2 separate regions of the Rattus norvegicus genome follow, and region 2 is linked to region 1. Evidence: chromatin contacts called from public Hi-C data. All regions are on one chromosome and are shown on one strand. The core of a region is the stretch at or near the end of the contact, and the rest is flanking DNA. Distances in the headings are between cores, read along the strand shown. Region 1 overlaps Btd (biotinidase). Region 2 holds the start of Oxnad1 (oxidoreductase NAD-binding domain containing 1).

Evidence for each region. Hi-C and Micro-C count contacts between places; a contact is called where the count stands out from the background.
Region 2: a contact with region 1 is called in a Hi-C map of kidney, with 5 times the contacts expected there. The contact joins the promoter of Oxnad1 here to the enhancer-like site in region 1. A contact is called at or near these places in 8 of 12 Hi-C or Micro-C datasets (the A7r5 cell line, the Rat2 cell line, Schwann cells and 5 more) and 1 of 1 datasets of contacts at active chromatin or transcription factors (oligodendrocytes).

Annotation. Positions count from the first base shown.
Region 1 is chr16:6,878,388-6,882,434 of GRCr8, reverse strand. The region is part of intron 1 of Btd (biotinidase); the gene reads right to left. Among named protein-coding and RNA genes, the nearest start is that of Btd, 8.5 kb to the right of the region's middle. Within about 2 kb of position 2,259, at least 11 of the 93 cell types and tissues checked have an H3K27ac peak or open chromatin away from gene starts, as enhancers often do. A contact at or near this core is called in Schwann cells and kidney, where this site is marked.
Region 2 is chr16:7,297,112-7,301,139 of GRCr8, reverse strand. Oxnad1 (oxidoreductase NAD-binding domain containing 1) reads right to left here and starts at 1,385. Exons shown (of 8, transcript NM_001107295.1): 1 at 1,187-1,385. The coding sequence starts at 1,250. Dph3 (diphthamide biosynthesis 3) reads left to right here and starts at 1,144. Exons shown (of 3, transcript NM_001134850.1): 1 at 1,144-1,343; 2 at 1,751-1,825; 3 at 3,594-4,028. The coding sequence starts at 1,236. The coding sequence ends at 3,659.

The DNA of each region.
Region 1 (4,047 bases), core at 1,010-3,509:
TGCTTTGGTATTGTGTGTGTGTGTGTGTGTGTGTGTGTGTGTGTGTGTGTGTGTGTATGTATGTTTAATCACAGCAATAGAAAAGTAAGTACGACACAGCCGGACAAGGAGAGTTGAATGCCCGACAGTTGCCTTTGGACAGCAGGGAGCCCATGTAGCAGTCGGTGGCCCCACCTTGTGGTAACGAGTCAGCCCTGTTACCTCTGGATTACAGCAGAGATTGGCAGCCAAGATCTCACACTGGACAACTGTCTGGTCTCGGGAGCAGCCTTTCTTACTGCTGTGTGTACCTGAGGCCAAGTGAACTGAGCTCTGGGCTCAGGTCTGCTAGACCACTGGACTTCCATAGCCTTTCCTTCCTGTCAGGAATGCCCACAACCACAGCATCCATTACCAAAGACGGTCTGCGGATACAACAGATCGAGTACATCCTACTGTAAACTGCAGGCTCCGGAGGATGGCAGGCCTATGCGGGCTCATCAGCTGAACCCAGTGCACACACTTTGGCCCCGGATGCTGGCCCCTAATGACGAATCAGGACAGTGGACGCAGGACGACTGTTTTTCTGTTCCATTTTGCTATGAGCCTAGAAATTTCTCTCTTTTTTTTTTTTTTTGGTTCTTTTTTTTTCGGAGCTGGGGACCGAACCCAGGGCCTTGCGCTTCCTAGGTAAGCGCTCTACCACTGAGCTAAATCCCCAGCCCCTAGAAATTTCTCTTAAATAAAGCCTTTGAAATATAAAGTAAGTTAGAAATTAGAAACCAGAATGGTGACATAAGACCGATATTCCCCAGTCTTGGTATCTAAGAAGTCTGATAGTCAGAGACAGTCTCAGAAAAGAATCTTAGGGTTGCAGTGAGATCTGGGCACCTGGCTAAGAAGACGTGAGGAATTATTCCTTCCCTGCAAAGAAGGAAAACACAAACACCTGCCTGTCTGGAAAAGTATCTGCCTGGACCTGCAAACTCTTTTTTACCTCATGTTGGACTCTGATTAGAAAAATAAACACAGGTTGGAGAGATGGGTCAGTGGTTAAGAGCACCCGACTACTCTTCCAGAGGTCCTGAGTTCAATTCCCAGCAACCACATGGTGGCTCTCATCTGTAAAGAGATCCGATGCCCTCCTCTGGTGTATCTGAAGACAGCTACAGTGTACTCATATATAATAAATAAATCTTTAAAAAAAAAAAAAGAAAAATAAACACCATCAGCGTCCCACCCCACCACCCCAAAAGAAAGGGAGAGCATCTTCCAAGCTGGTCCCTCAGAAGGAATCCATTTCTAACCTGAACATGGATAACGAGGGGGGACCAGGGCCAGAATGCCCTGGTAAGTGCTTTTGGTAAGAACACGGACAGGTATGCTGAGAACCACAGACCATGGCTGTCACCTGTGAGAACCAGGGAGACCCCTTTCCCTAGACACCCTCTAAAGGCAGCTCGGCCTTGGGATTCTGACCACACAGGAAACAAGGACATCTAACAAGACAGACCAATGCTTAGTCGGCAAACCCTCAGCCCCTTTTGCAGCATAAACAGTGTGAGGAAGCACTATAGAGAGCATGTGTGCACTCGTGACTTCCAGTCTGCCAGCACTGGGCCTTTACCCTCCAGCCAATCATCACTGGACTCTCCGTGTTAATAAGTTTCAATGAACCTTGTGTCTGAGTATTGTCTTTGGTCTCTGGGTCTCTCAGCAGCCTGCCCATGTGCCATGCAAAGTTTGGCTATGGGCACCACACTCGAGAGACATTACGACCAAGGCTATTGTTTACACTGAGTTTGGAATTCAAATTTTTACAGTATACACGACCCAGGTAACAGGATAAAGGAGTACCAAGTGCTGAAGATGTCCATGGTCCTGAGAGGCAGGGAAAAGCCAGTCCACATTCCCTCTATAGGAACTCTTGACCCAGGCAATTCAGGACAGCCATGCGACTAGAGTCAACACAAAATTATAAAACACTCAAAGAAATTATTACTCATGAGCTAAGAAAAACATCCAGCAAAATGGGACCAGTGAATTCAGATGACCGTAATGGAAGTGAAGATGGTCTAGTTCATTAATTTCAACCAAAGCAGCACCCAGTGGGCTCTAGAGTGCACCAAGGACTAAGATTCTGGCAAGTAAAGTCAGATGGAGAGGTCCCTAAAACACGAGAATTAGAGCAGCCAACAAATAATGCTTAAGACAGCACAAGGGGCTGCAGAGGCACGCAGGGGTCAAGACCACTTGCACCCACACGGCTGCTAACTCTGTAACTCCAGTTCCAGGGGATCTGATGCCCTCTTCTGACCTCCTTGGGTACTGCATGCATGAGGTACACATATTCAGGCAAAACACATAAAATAAAATTTAAAAAGTAAATCTTTCAATTAAAAATATATATTTTAATATATATTATAATATATATTTAATATAGATTAATATATATTAATATAGATTAATATAGATTATATATATATCCCAGAAATGACAGGAACAAAGAATGAGGGTAGGAGACAGGGTCAGTCTATTCGGCATCCTACACTATTCCTGAGAAGCAGTAAATACAGAAAGTGATAAACACGGGCATAATAGCCTCAAGTTCGATAATGAAATGCAAAATAATAAAGTCAGCATAAGGAAGAAGAACACTAGGGCTACCGCAGTATTGTGAGACTGTGGATCTCTGAGGATTTTAAGAAGGAAACACAGAGGCTCTCATGGGAATACAATGATCTTTTGTTACTTGGGGTCATCCTCATGGCTCAACGGGGGTGGGGGTGGGAAGCTGTGGCAACCCAAAGTTCACTTCACAAAACCCAATTAAAGGCGGAAGGAGAGGACCAATCTCAGGGGCTGGTCTCAGAATATCCACACATGTGCCTGGCATGGGCTGTCCCCACCCCACAGCATCTTTTAATTTGAAAAAAATGATACAGTGATTTTTTTTTTTACAGTGGTCGGAACCATAGTGAACTTCTCAATATCAGAGAAAGAAGTGAGATTATCTTCAAAGTGCTCAGAGAAGGTAATTATCAACAGAGCCTTGTTTATCTCCCACGAAAACTCTGCCAACAAACCCAAGCAGCACAGCAGGAACTCACTCTGAAAGGAGTAAACAAAAGTCCAAAGATGCTTTGAAAAACACAGTAAGAAAAGAAATATAAGATTACTCATCAGAAAATTCCCTAAGCACAGTAAGAAGTGTAACTAATGTTGCCATGAATGAAGACAAAGTAACAATGAATGAAGACAAAGTAACAATGAATGAAGACAAAGTAACAATGAATGAAGACAAAGTAACAATGAATGAATATAAAGTAACAATTTCTTGTTTTATATTTTAAAAAACAACAGCACAAAATAGACAAGAGACTAAAACATTAAAGGGAAGAGGAAGAGGAAGGGAAAAAAGAGACTGAAGAAGAAAAGGGAAGGGAGGGGAAACAGAGAGAAAGGAGAACAGAACAGAAATGTAGCCTAATTTTAAAAGTAGGGAAAAAATAAGGCCAGAGAAACAGCATGGTAGGTAAAGTGGCTGTGGCAAGCGTGAGGACCCAAGTTCAGATCCCAGCACCCACCTAAGCGTATGTTGCTGTGCATCATACCCCAGTACTGACGGGTGGAGACGAGTACCCCAGTACTGATGGGTGGAGAGGGGCCGATTCCAGGTGCTTCCTGGCCAGCCAGTCTAGCTGAATCTGCAAGTTCTGGGCTCAGCAAGAGATTATGGGTAGTAATAGAGGTAGATACCTGATACCCCTAATGTCTACCTCTGGCCTTCGAAAATGAACTGTGTTGTCTCCCCCAACCCCACCCATTAAGACAAATATAGAAAAGTCAAAGGAACTAGATGATATTGTAAATAAAGTAAACAATAGAAATGTTCAAGAATTAGAAACATGAGCACCATGAAAGGGAATAAAGACCTAAGAAGGAAAAATGATCTGTAAGGACGACAACTGGGTAAGCTCCAATGAAAGTGTGGCAGGAGATCCAGGAAAACAAAGGGGCTGTGTGGTGGGCACGCCATCGGGGCCTCCCTGTATAATCATGTGTGGT
Region 2 (4,028 bases), core at 136-2,635, 420 kb before region 1:
ACTTAAATACAGCATCCATTAGAAATGTAAACTACATAAGCTAAAGGTGATTGCTGAACTGTTAATTCTTGTGCAAATGTTGGATTCCAAAGGATCTATTCTCAGAAGAGGAAGTAAGAACCAAAAAAACCGTAATTTTCTAGCCTTTCACGTCAGACTCTGATCCAGTTACACTGCACTCCTCCAGTGAGATGAGTACTTGCTTAGTAATAATTACAACAATGCTCTAAAGTCCCTGGCCATAACCCAAACAAGCCCTCGCAGCTTTCAGAACAAAGCGCTTCTCATCTGCATTTCGATTCTAGCTTCTAAGAAGAGGCTGCACGCTGACTACACTACCAGGGACACCATTCCTTTTACCAAGAACTAAAGTTCACATAAAGAACTTGGCTTTAGAGACAGCCAAGTCCTTCGTTATGGCCTAGGTATGTAATCTGGGGCAAGATGCCAGTCTCTGAATCTATGTTAAGAATGGATAAAATGGATTTTTGAACCCCAGGATCAACAGACTTACATTTAACGCATAGGCGACCCACAAAAAAAAACCCCAATAATTAAAAGTGATGTTTCTATGGCTACTGCACCCGCCACTGCAGTGAATATTGAAAATACGGCTAGAACTCGTCCCTGTCTTGCAGATCTTGGTCCTCTACAACACAATCGGGGTATCAGAAGGTGGCTGGGGTGAGAGAGGTAGCGGTGTACCTGCAGGCAGGAACTCATAACAGGCCAGGCGTCACTCAGAGCTCAAGGTCGCCTGAAACGCTACTGCAGGAGCGCTGTGTGTCGAGGAGGACTGGAGAGGACGCTGTGTGGCTCCCTGAGTCTCACTGACCCCCTCTTAAGAGGGAGTAGCCTCTATCAACTCTTTAAATGTTCTCTGAAGTCAGCGATGGAGGACACGACACCACCAGCATAAAACACTCGTTTATATCCCAAGCCCAAACTCCCCGGGCCCAGAAGTGACGTAGCCCCCATGTGCGGGAGCCCTTCACCCTATTGGTCGTTGGCAGCCGTGGACGTAGAACTGCGCAACCCTGCTGCGCAGGAAGCGCCATCTTTCCAGCGCTATCTCCATGGTGACCGCGACCAGGTCACCCATTTGGCCGCGGCGGTGGAAGTTACGTCATCGCCTGTGCGTCCGGAAGTGACTGTTCCTGCTCCAGGGAGGGCCGCCCGGGCCTACCCTGCCTGGGCGCAGCTAGGCAAACTGATGCGGTCCGGACCGGGTGACCATGGCGGTGTTTCATGACGAGGTGGAGATCGAGGACTTTCAATATGACGAGGACACAGAGACGTATTTCTACCCCTGCCCCTGTGGGGATAACTTCTCCATCACCAAGGTACTCTAAAGGGCTGGCCGGCGACTCCTAGAGCTTGCGCATTTTCGCTTCCGGCGTCCCTGGGAAGGCTCAGTCATCCACGTGTTCTTCTGAACCTCCGCCCCTAAAGTAGTAACCTGAGCTGTCAAGGATACAGGGTCTGGTTACTGGCGCTGTTCTCCCTAGCCCCACCTTTAGAATCTTTTTTTCCTGGGAGGTTTTTTTAAAGAAGAGAACTCGATTTTGTACCCCAGGGTTTTGGAGGCGATCGAACCAACCTAATCTCCCTTGTTGTTTCCCTAGATGAGACTTGGGGGAAAGTTTTTTGTGCTGTTACCTAACCAAAGACTTGTACATAGACGTAGGAGAGGTTTGTGGGAAGTTGACGAAAGGCGATGCTGACTACATGTTGTTTGATTGCGTTGTAGGAAGATTTGGAAAATGGAGAAGATGTGGCAACGTGTCCTAGCTGCTCACTCATTATAAAAGTGATTTATGACAAAGTAAGGGGTCTATTAAAAGGGATGGGTGGTGTGAGCTAATGACAAAGGCCTAAAGCAGCCTGTCTGATATAAAAGTGTGGAAGAGTGTTGGGTGTTTGTTTGTTTGTTTGTTGAGACAGGGACTTTATGTAGCCCTGGCTGTACTGGGACTCACTATGTGGACCAGGCTGGCCTTGAGTTCACAGAGATTTGCCTGCTTTGCATCACAAAAGCTGGGATTATAGGTATACACCACCACACCCAGCCTAGAAGAGTGTTTCTTAACCCTGTGCTAAACGAAGGGCTATTTTTACAAAGCCTTTAAAAATTGCCAGTAACTGTTTGCTAATCTTGTTCAAGTTTAAATTATGTAACTTATGATCACTTTGGAAGGAGCAATAAAGAAATTGCTTTGTAATGAAATTGGCGACTTAATCAGGAATAAAAAATTATCATGAAGGTTATTTCATTGATGTTCTTCCTTTTGAGATTTCTCGTGCATTTAATATTTAGTTTAGTTTGTTCAGAGCTCTAGGACATTTTTAGAAGATTGCATGATATTGATTGCCTGGCTTATGTATAGAATCTACCCAGTTTGAGATATAATTCCTGGATGCAGTGTTACAGTTTCATGTTCCTTTGTATCCAGTAAGAATGGCAATAGGAAAGGGGTAAATGCCTTTATTTCCCACCCAAAGTTTAGGTAGAGCTTTGGAGTCTGAAGGGTAAATTCTAAAATGAGTGTTGGACAAAACACAGAACTTTGTGGGAGAAGCTGTTATTAATTTAGACAATAAAATGTAATGATTCATTTTTATATTAAAATGGTTTATGGGACAAAGACCAACAGGGACAGGCTAGGGGCTGACTCTGTGGGGGATCACTCTGTAGGAGATGTGCAGTGACTGGGAAAGTTCTTGTGGTCGCTGGAATAAGCCAGGATGAAAGATCAGAGCCTGGACTTCATTTACAAATAATTACTATTGGAGGTCTGTGTTGGGAAACACAGAGACATTCTTTTTATTACTCATTTGAAGAGCTTATGTATTTGAATGACCAGATATTGAACTGATTAATGTAAAACCTTGGAAGGCGTGACATGTTTATTTCTGGGAACTGGTGGCTCCCTAGTTAAGATATTTATGTGACACTGCTTATTAACTAGTGGCCTTAGGGCTAAACACCAGCATACTTTTAGACACCAGTTCTCTGTACAAAAATAAAGCGTTATTGGGTCTGGGGAGATGGATTAGTGGCTAAGAGCTTCCAAAGGAGTGGGCATTTACATCTTCCACATGGGGGCTTCCAGCCACCTGCAACTCCAGTCCTAGGGAATCTGGTGCCCTCCTCTTCCCTCACAGGCACCCACACACATGTGGGGTACACGCATACACATAAGTAAAAAAGAAAAATAAGTCTTTAAAATGTTCCTTTGTCTCCAGTTGTGCCAACTGGGATAGCTACTGATATCTATTGGATAGATCGAGGGCTACAATCATACAGCACACAGCTCATCTCTGAACAACAGTTAGTTCTTGGTACATAAGACTTAAACTTTGTAATCTAAGTTTGTTGGCATTTTTATAATATTATGAATGGATTTTTCCCCAAATTTTCACATCTTGATTTTTTTTCATTGCTAGCATTAAAAGAAAGAAAGAAGGAAAGAAAGTAAGGTGACAGAACAGGGAAAACTATAGCCAGATTGATTCTGTAACAAAGGAAAGTGATGCTAATGCATTTGTGGCACAAAGAGCTGGTGGCCAATAGCATTTCTTCTTCTTCTTAGGATCAGTTCATGTGTGGAGAAACAGTCCCAGCTCCTTCAACCAACAAAGGGTTAGTTAAGTGCTGAGGACGCTCTCAGAACCCACATCCAGAACAGCGGGGGCTGAGCCCAGGTGGCTGGATCCGGTGCAGAGTTACCAACCTCCTCAGTGGGCAACTATCCTGTGGATGGCCTCATGGGTGTGATCTACATCAGCCACTGACCTCGGCGTGAAGAAGTGAGCCTGTGACACATCAGCCCTGGATTCCATGCTTACCTGACTGGCAGGATTCCTCTCTGTCCATCTGAATTTAAGGAAGAGCCCTGTGAACTGATGGTTTTTCCTTCAATTGGTTGCATCATTTGAATATCTGAAAATTCATTTTCTGAAAATAACATCATCCGCTCAGTCCTGAGAGTGTTCTTTTATTTTTTAAGATTTATGATTTTATTCTT